3 separate regions of the Mus musculus genome follow, and all the other regions are linked to region 2. A link is a contact called in public HiChIP or PLAC-seq data. All regions are on one chromosome and are shown on one strand. The core of a region is the stretch at or near the end of the contact, and the rest is flanking DNA. Distances in the headings are between cores, read along the strand shown. Region 1 overlaps Dyrk1a (dual-specificity tyrosine-(Y)-phosphorylation regulated kinase 1a). Region 2 holds the start of Vps26c (VPS26 endosomal protein sorting factor C). Region 3 overlaps Dyrk1a (dual-specificity tyrosine-(Y)-phosphorylation regulated kinase 1a).

Region 1 (2,735 bases), core at 203-2,702, 120 kb after region 2:
TTACTGTGGTTAACCCCAGTAGGCTTCCTTGAATTCAAATATTGAATGAGGCAGGCGTATGTACAGTAAATTGAGATTATGCAGCTTGACTTGAAGATGCACTCCAGCTTTGTTCTTGCCTGCTTCCCCACTGTGTGTTTGTGTACTTCTTCAGGAAACAAGCTACCATCTCAGCTCCAGAAGCATGTTTCTTGAGGACTTAGGATCAGTCTAGGTTCTTACCTGCTGTGCCCTTGACTGGTGTCTTCAAGAAACACAGACTGACATCTCTGGGAAGTGTATTGAGATTGGTATTTCTGTGTTCTCGGTGTTAGCCAACTGGTATAATCCATGTGCCGTTCCATTGGCTGTTAAATAACTCAGTTTTACAGTTACAGAGCAAAATGTGGACATCTTGTAGCAAAAAAAGTACCTGCAGGTGATACTGGGCTTTGGAAGCCAGTCATTGAATGTGAAAAGAGTGCAGAGTAACCCAAAGCAAGGTTTTATAAGCAGGTCCTGGTCTGCCACTCTGTAATTGTATGGTATTCTATTGGCTGGATTTTGTCATATGGCCAAGCTGGGAATGTAGTCTTATTGCAACAGTCAAGAAAAATAAGTACTATTGTCTATCCTGGTATCTTGATGGATATCATCACCACAGATGTCTTAATTAAGGTGTCTATTGTGATAAAATTCTATAACCAACACAGTTTGGGAAGGAAGGCTTATTTCATCTTAAAACTTGTAGTTTATCACTTAGAGAAGTCAGGGCAAGAACTGACGCGTAGGCCATGGAGGAGTGCTTACTTATGGGCTTGCTTTGCCTGCTTTCTTACAGTACCCATGACTGCCAGCCTAGGGGTGGCTCTGCTCACGGTGAGCTGAGCCTCCTACTCAGTCATCAATCAAGAAAATGCCCACAGGCCAACCGAGTGGGGCCATTTTTTCAGTTGATCTTTCCTTTTCCAAAATGACACGGGCTTGTGTCAAGTTGACATTAGCTCTTCTCTGATTAGCTTTTATTTCATGCTTTCTTTCTTTCTTTCTTTCTTTCTTTCTTTCTTTCTTTCTTTCTTTCTTTCTTTCTTTCTTTCTTTCTTTCTAATGTAGTTCCTAAAACTCCTTCCCTAATACTATATTTAACCTTTGAGGAGTGGTTTCCAATTACTCAATTTATATATGATATAGTCCTGTCTCAGGGATACAACAGAAACTCAGCCCCTGAGCCAGAAATGAGTTTAAGGGCAAGTTACAAATCAGGCCACAGAGCAGATTGGAGCTCTGGAGACTGTGAAGAGGCTGTAAGTGCCTGACGTGGATTGGCTCTGCAGCGCCTCCTGTAAAGCCTTGTTTTCAGGGAGGAACAAATGGGAAGACGCAGGAACTAAAAGAGAGGTATAGTGAGAAGGGCATGCCCATGATGCCCTTGCAGAAGCTTCCGGAACCCACTTCCTTCCCTTTCTCTTCCTTTTCTTGCTGTGTTAGGCACAGCTGTGATCTGTCTGCCATGTGCTCCCACCGTGAAACACCACCACAGGTCCTAAGAACTGAGGCTAAAATGTTCAGAAACCTTTAAGACTGTCAATCAATAAAGAAACTCTTTTCAGGTTCAAAGTGTTAGGCAATAGAAAAGACTGGGTCAAGCCACGGGACAGGCAGCTTAGGATGCCACATCTGGCTCTGTCTCCGTACTCCTTGTAACTCTGGCTTTGGTAATGAACAAACGGTAAACAGTCTGGTGTTTCTGGTAAGAATTTAGAGGTTTGGATAGATATTCCTCTAACACGCACACACAGATAAAATACTTGAGTTGGTATGAGAAAATTCAGGACCATCTGTCACTCAATGAAGAAGTAAGTGCCCTGTGTGGCATGCTTAGCTGATAAATCCTGTTCCTCTATTGTAGGCATGGCTTTCCTTCCCTCCTTCCCACCTTTTGGCTCTACAAGAAGGGTGTCCAGATTCCAAATAGCCCCATATGATAGCATCTGTATGCGAGTGTTTTCTATAGGCCAAGTATGCTGGGCTATAAGATGGGGACTGCTCTAGTCTGCATTTGCCGTTGACCTTTTTATATACGTTTGCAAGGTTCTCTACATCACAGCTTTCCCTTTACAGTGATGTCAGCACATCTACTCATTCAGGGACTGTCCCTAAGAGTGGGTATGACAGTCCTTGCATAGGAATCTATGTGAGCAGAGAAGTTGTGCAATGTTTTTGGTGTGCAGTGTTTATATCACTAGCCTAGGGAAGTGTAGGATTCCCCCAAGGAGTGCCCTATTCAGCCCAAGTCTGCACATCATGGGCAGGGAGCCACAGTTGCTCTTTCTTTCACTCATTAGCTCATTGTCACCTTTAAGGCCTTGCTCTTTTGTAGTTCCAAAATGCAGAGACAAATAACTGTTATCATCCTTCCTTCAAGGGTTCTGATTCTATTTCAAGAGCATAATGATGACTTTAGTACGCTTGCTCTGGGAGCTGAGAACAGTGTCCTAAGGGAAGGATGGTACTGAGTTATTTAGTAAGGTTCTAGGAGAAGTTTTCTTAGGATAACATCTAATTCGGGTCTCAATTTTTTTTTTTTTTAAAGACAGGGTTTCTCTGTGTAGCCCTGGCTGTCCTGGAGCTCACTCTGTAGATCAGGCTGGCCTTGAACTCAGACATCCGCCTGCCTCCACCTCCCAGGTGCTGGGATTAAAGGCTTGCACCACCACTCCCTGGCTCAAATTTTGAGTTCAAAATTTTTGGAGTAG
Region 2 (2,779 bases), core at 169-2,668:
TTACTGACTTACCATTTAAAACGATTTATTTCAAATTATGTTATACACTGTGTCTGTGAGTGCAGTCCAATCAGACCAGAAGTGTGAGATTCCCTGCAGTTGGGAGTTACAGGGAGTTGTGAATGGTCTGACATGGCAGCTGAGAACTGGACCCTCCGAAGATCAGTGGATTCATCTCTCCAGCCCTTATCTTATGGCCCCTGGGCTCGTATCAAACTCAATATGCAGCTAAGGATGATCATAATGTTCTGACCCTGTCTTAAGTGGTAAGATTACAGACACCCACCACCACGTCTGATTTTATGCGGTACTGGCAACTATTTTACAATCTGAGCCACTTCCCCTGGCCTCCAATTGCTTTTCATGAAACTGACAGCTTTAATATGGCAGTGGTTTGACAGTGTGCCTCAACTGAGGCAGGATAGATCGTTTCCTTTATGAACTAACTAAATACTTTCGCAGTGATCTAGCATAAGTGAGTTTCCACTTTCTTAGTGCATCTTGCCAGAGTACAGTCGCTTTTATAAGGGGTGATGGCAACTTGGTGTTTGGGATTTTGTTTTGTGGGGGAGGGGTCTTTGAATGATGTCTACTAGACAAATCACGAATATAGCTTCCTGTGTGGTGAGGATGGAAGTGGGGTGGCTCACTGGAATCTTTTTAAAATAATCAGGTTTCTAGCCTTTAGCGTCCATTTAAGATGTTCACCTGGGATGTTTTTCCCTTTCAACACCACGCTGCATTTGTATCCACTGAACTGTGTGCAGAAGCTAGCTGTGACTCCACGGCTGCTGTGCTGGTGTCTCCGGAGGTAGAGACAGGGCGATTGCATTCTACAACTAGGGTAATGGATCCTGCCGCGGTGAGAGGCTTACAAGAGAACTCTGCTTTAGGATTGACCACAGCCTGGAGCACACATGTCTGTTCTGAAAGCTCTTCTGCAGAAAGGGGCGTTTGTCATCTGCTCTTCACCCCCAGAGCGACAGCTCGAGCCCGCCGCCCGCCCGCCTGCCGCCGGCCCCCAGCCCCACACTGGACAGGACCGCAGGGCACGCCCATCTAGCGTCGGGGCCGCGCGAGCCGTGCTGGAGACCGCAGAGCTTGAAGCCCAACACCCCTCCACTTACCCCGGCGTGATACACTTTATTCGCTCTTTTAATCTTGATGTCCAGAGTGGTCCCCATCTCAGATTATCCGCAAAGGCCGCAACTTCCGGCCACTCGTGACCCGGTTGCCCCGCCCCCTACGAACCCGCCCCTCCGGCGCCTTCCGCAGTGGTGGCACGTGACCGGCTTTCGCGCCACACCTCACACACCTCCCTCCTTCGGGCACAGGGCGTGGCTTAGCGCGGACAGGGGCACGAAACCCACACGCGCGCGCGCGCGCGCGCGCGAACACACACACACACACTTCCGGAACGCGGGAGTGTGCTCTCTGTTCTCCCGGCGTGCCCCGCGGCGGGGGCGAGGCCGCTTCGCAGCGTTTTTTTTACACAGGAAGGCTGCCTTCCCGTCGGGCTGTGCGGCGCGAAAGGCTGCGTTTCGGAGGTGGGTTTCCGGAAGTGATAGCAGGAACGTGTCCCCTCCTGTCATCCGCTTCCTCCATCCCTGTAGCCGCGTCTGCTGCCAGATGTTCTGAGGCGCCACCGCCAGTATCCTCCGGGCGGACGAGTCCGTGCCAACCGCAGGGGCGTGGCCCCGCGCTTGCGACCTGCTGGGCGCTGATTGGTGGAGGGCCGCAGCTACGCCCCCTCAGGCCACGCCCACGACGCAGAGCCAAGGTTTCGGGAAGCGCGAGGTGACCTCGCTCTGCGGCTGCTCGCGGCTCCGCGGCCGCGGAGGCTTCTGGGTACTCCCCAGGCGCCAGCTCTGGAAGTGGTCTTGGTGTTCTGTGGGGTATCCGGGCGGGCGGGCGCGCGAGCGGGAAGGTTGGAGTCGAAGCGGAAACGGACCTGCGTACCCCTTTCTCCCTCCAGCAGCCTGCCGCAGTGGACGCCGAACTTTAGGGGGGATATTGCGGTTAGCCAGCATGCTAGTTACTGAATTGTGTAAACTGACTCTTCCGATAAGCAAGTCAAATCTTGATGTTTTTGTTACGTAAAATGATGTGAAGAAATGGTATTTGTTGAATTCCTTGATTATTATTTTCTTAAATATATATCACTTTTAGGATAACAAATTTCTCTGTAAAGTGGTTTCGTGAATGACTCTAGGTGTTTTGAAGCCGAGAACGATGTACGACGGCTGCAATTGCTTTTGAAGGTTAAGATAAAATGTTTCTCAGTATCCACAGCTCTATTTTCAGCTCCCATCTCTACCCTTAGGACTTACCCGTGTGACCTACAGACTTTCCTAGCAATTCTAAAAAAATCATGTGGGACACAGCTTAGATATTTGGAAGACACAAATTCAGTGCAGGAAAGAAAAAGAAAAGCCTTTCCTTCCATATATGGCTTTACAGAGTCTTGTTCCTCCAGGGACGATGTACCTGATTTCCTCTTTGAAAATTGCACACATGGTTAAGGAAGGCTGGTCTACTGTGAAGAGCGCTCCTTCCAGGAACTACCAGTGTTTATTGAGTGCAAAGGCCGTCCTACAAGAATCAAAAGTCCACTTTCCACAAACACTGTTCTTTTAAAGTCTTTCCATCCCTTAATCTCATGTTAAATAAGTTTGATTTTGTCACTTTAAGCTACTGAATATCAGACTGTCAAATTGACAGTCTTGTGGCTCAAGTGGGACACTAGGTCTTTTGTGAGGGTAATAAATGGAAGTTGTGG
Region 3 (2,700 bases), core at 3-2,502, 71 kb after region 2:
TTAGATATTTCTTAACCATTTGTATTTGATCTCAATTCTATACTCTATGTTTAACCAGGTAATTTTTAATTTTTTTAATGTTCAGGGTTTTTCTTCTTCTTTGCCTAGTCTAGATACTGTGTGTCAGATGTATAATGGTAAAGGTTCTTCTGTTGTATGTTGATGCAGAGGAGTTCCTTGTAAGCAGATGCTCGGTCTCTGGCTATCAGAAGAGAAGAGCTTTGCTCTCACTGTGATTCCATCTGCAGAGTATGACAGTCAAGGGCAGGACGTAGGCTCAGCTCAAGAGCCTTTCCTGCCTCAGCTTAAAGACTTTTCTTCAACATGTAGTTGTGCTGACTGTGTCATGTACTAGGCACATTAGCAAGATCCCATAAGTATAGTGCTTTATTGTGTACAAACTTTAGTTTCAAGCATAAAGTTATAAACAAAGTCCTCTTTAGGCTATGTTTATAAAGAACATTAAAATTGTAAATGTTATCTTTAGACTTTGGTCCCTCTAAAATCTGGAAGTCTGAATCACTTCTGGTTGTAAGCATTTTGGAGCAGGGATATTGGCCCTGTCCATCTTTAGTGACAGAGGCCTCAGCCAGGCTGGTTTGGGTCAGTCCAGTCAATTGCTCAACGCTGCTCACCTACTGCTAGAATCTGGCCAGAGAAATGTGCTGGGGCTTGAGTCCTGCAGAGGAGGCCCACCATCATGAGACAGCCCCTCACTGATCCCTTACAGCATCGCACATCTTAGCTTGACCCCTAGAGAACATGGGCCCTGTCTGCCTTTTTGTATGTTGTGAGTGATTATTTGGAGACACAGAGTTGCTGTTGTGCTTATTGACCTAGCTTAGCATTTCAAGATTCCCACCACTCATTGTTCAGGTTTTGAATTTTCTTACAAATTTTTCTGTGTAGATCTAAAAGTGAAAATTATGTCTTAGGAAGTTTTGAAGACTGTAAGCTTGGGTCCTACCTGTTAAGTTTTGGAACACTTACATCTGTCAGACTTTCTTTGACAGATCTAAAAACGTTTCTCCCCTGTATTTGTCAGTCTATGCCAGCAGTTCTCCGTCTGTGGGTGTGGGGGCACCTTTCACAGGTGACCCTTTCACAGGGGTCACATTGGATATTTACATTAGGATTCATAACATTAGCAAAATCATAGTTATGAAGTAGTAACAAAAATAATTGTATGGTTGGGGCTCATTACAACAGGAGGAACTGTACAAAGGGGCCAAGCATCAGGAAGTGTGAGAACAGCTGCTCTGTGTTTTTAGCCTTATCTTCAGCATGGTTTGCCATCATTTATTAGAGCCGTCCCTGCCCCTGTGTGTTTTTTTTCCACTTTGTAGTCTAAAGTCTGTGAGGGACTGTAGTGACAGTAACAGTGTAGAGTACTGTCTCTGTGCTTGCCTTGCTGGCTGAGGGACTGAATGACCACTTTGAAACTTTATCTTGTCATGGCATGGCTGGTTTATAAGGATGCTGTTTGTGTGTTCTCTTATGTGATGGTGTTCCTCTGGGGTCAGTAGTGTACATGTAGTTGGGCTGTTGAAGTGTGTACCCATGAGTGTGTAGCTGGGTCCCATCAGTTCTCCCTTCTGCCGGGCTATTCCCCAGTCCCATTGGTTTGATCAGAAGTTCTGCTGTCACTTTTGTCCATGCCCGTTTGAATGTGTCTTATTGGGCGGATCGCTGAAGCAAAGTAGCAATGTAGCGTGGGCCTGGTTGTACTTGGATGGGAGAAAACCTGTTAAATACAGGTTTTGGCTGTTACCTTTTTGGTAAGGGCTCGTGTTCTAGTGTTACATACTTAGGTGAAGCAGTGTCGTGTGAATATTCAGTCACAATGATGATGTGAGATGCCTTGATTTTACCATTGGTTTCATAACCCTCTTCAGTGTTTGTATTTCTTCTTATGTTTGTATACTCATAATTAAGGGATACAGCTTTGCTACATCTGTTTCTAGTGAAGGATTGATTCATGTGCTCCCCCCACCCTCTCCCTCTCTCTTTCTCTTGAAACAGAGTCCCTCTTCATAGCCTTGGCTCTCTTGAAACTCACTGCATAGACCAGGCTGGCATTGAACTAAAAAAGAGCCAACTGCCTCTGCCTCCCGAATGCTGAGGTTAAAGACTTATGCCATTATGTCCAGCAAAGGATTAATTTGAATATCAGAATTAACCCTTTAACTTTAAATCTGACAACTCAGTATTATTGTATAATTAATCTGCATTAAATAGGTGCTATTCTGTGTTGAGAAAGTATGGAGATAGGAATCAATGTGACTTTGTTTAAGGAAAACAGAGTTTAGGGGACTGGAAATGTAGCTCATTTGGGAGTGTGCTAGCCTAACATTCTCAAAACTCTGGGTTGGATCCTAGGGCTGAAAAAACCAGGTGTGGTATATATCTGTAATCTCTGTTATTATATGATTAATCTGTAAACTCAGGACGGGTGAGGCAAGAGAGGTTTCAAAACAGGTCATCCTCCTCTCACAGGTTCAAGGCTAGCCTGGGCTATTTATTATATGAGGCGGTCTGAAAACAAACAACAGAAGGGCTTGGGAGAATTGTTGGGACCTGCTGTGTCCTGCACTAAGACTGGTGACAGCCACCAGCAGCACTAGTGACATTTTGTCTGTAGGTAAACTGAGTCATAGAGTGTTCTGAAGTGATCCTGAGTTGCCTGACATATCTGAAAGG

The links. HiChIP or PLAC-seq counts read pairs in DNA pulled down with a chosen protein or histone mark.
Region 1: an H3K4me3 HiChIP or PLAC-seq map of bone marrow-derived macrophages shows a contact between it and region 2, with 4 times the contacts expected there. The contact joins the enhancer-like site here to the promoter of Vps26c in region 2. A contact is called at or near these places in 2 of 39 promoter capture datasets (macrophages and neural stem cells), 1 of 484 Hi-C or Micro-C datasets (myocytes), 11 of 115 datasets of contacts at active chromatin or transcription factors (the HPC-7 cell line, the SCID.adh cell line, bone marrow-derived macrophages and 7 more) and 4 of 9 other capture datasets (adipose tissue, embryonic stem cells, liver and 1 more).
Region 3: a contact with region 2 is called in a BATF HiChIP or PLAC-seq map of CD8 T cells, with 7 read pairs. The contact joins the enhancer-like site here to the promoter of Vps26c in region 2. A contact is called at or near these places in 2 of 39 promoter capture datasets (embryonic stem cells and macrophages), 6 of 484 Hi-C or Micro-C datasets (CD4 single positive thymocytes, CD8 T cells, bone marrow-derived macrophages and 3 more), 13 of 115 datasets of contacts at active chromatin or transcription factors (CD8 T cells, the HPC-7 cell line, the SCID.adh cell line and 10 more) and 4 of 9 other capture datasets (adipose tissue, liver, macrophages and 1 more).

What each region holds. Positions count from the first base shown.
Region 1 is chr16:94,645,934-94,648,668 of GRCm38.p6, forward strand. All of the region lies in intron 2 of Dyrk1a (dual-specificity tyrosine-(Y)-phosphorylation regulated kinase 1a), which reads left to right. Among named protein-coding and RNA genes, the nearest start is that of Gm41504, 67 kb to the right of the region's middle. Within about 2 kb of position 1,453, at least 56 of the 459 cell types and tissues checked have an H3K27ac peak or open chromatin away from gene starts, as enhancers often do. A contact at or near this core is called in the HPC-7 cell line, bone marrow-derived macrophages, effector CD8 T cells and 2 more, where this site is marked.
Region 2 is chr16:94,525,211-94,527,989 of GRCm38.p6, forward strand. It overlaps Vps26c (VPS26 endosomal protein sorting factor C), which reads right to left and starts at 1,419. Exons shown (of 8, transcript NM_007834.3): 1 at 1,128-1,419. The coding sequence starts at 1,184.
Region 3 is chr16:94,596,554-94,599,253 of GRCm38.p6, forward strand. All of the region lies in intron 1 of Dyrk1a (dual-specificity tyrosine-(Y)-phosphorylation regulated kinase 1a), which reads left to right. Among named protein-coding and RNA genes, the nearest start is that of Dyrk1a, 28 kb to the left of the region's middle. Within about 2 kb of position 1,253, at least 10 of the 459 cell types and tissues checked have an H3K27ac peak or open chromatin away from gene starts, as enhancers often do. A contact at or near this core is called in CD8 T cells and the HPC-7 cell line, where this site is marked.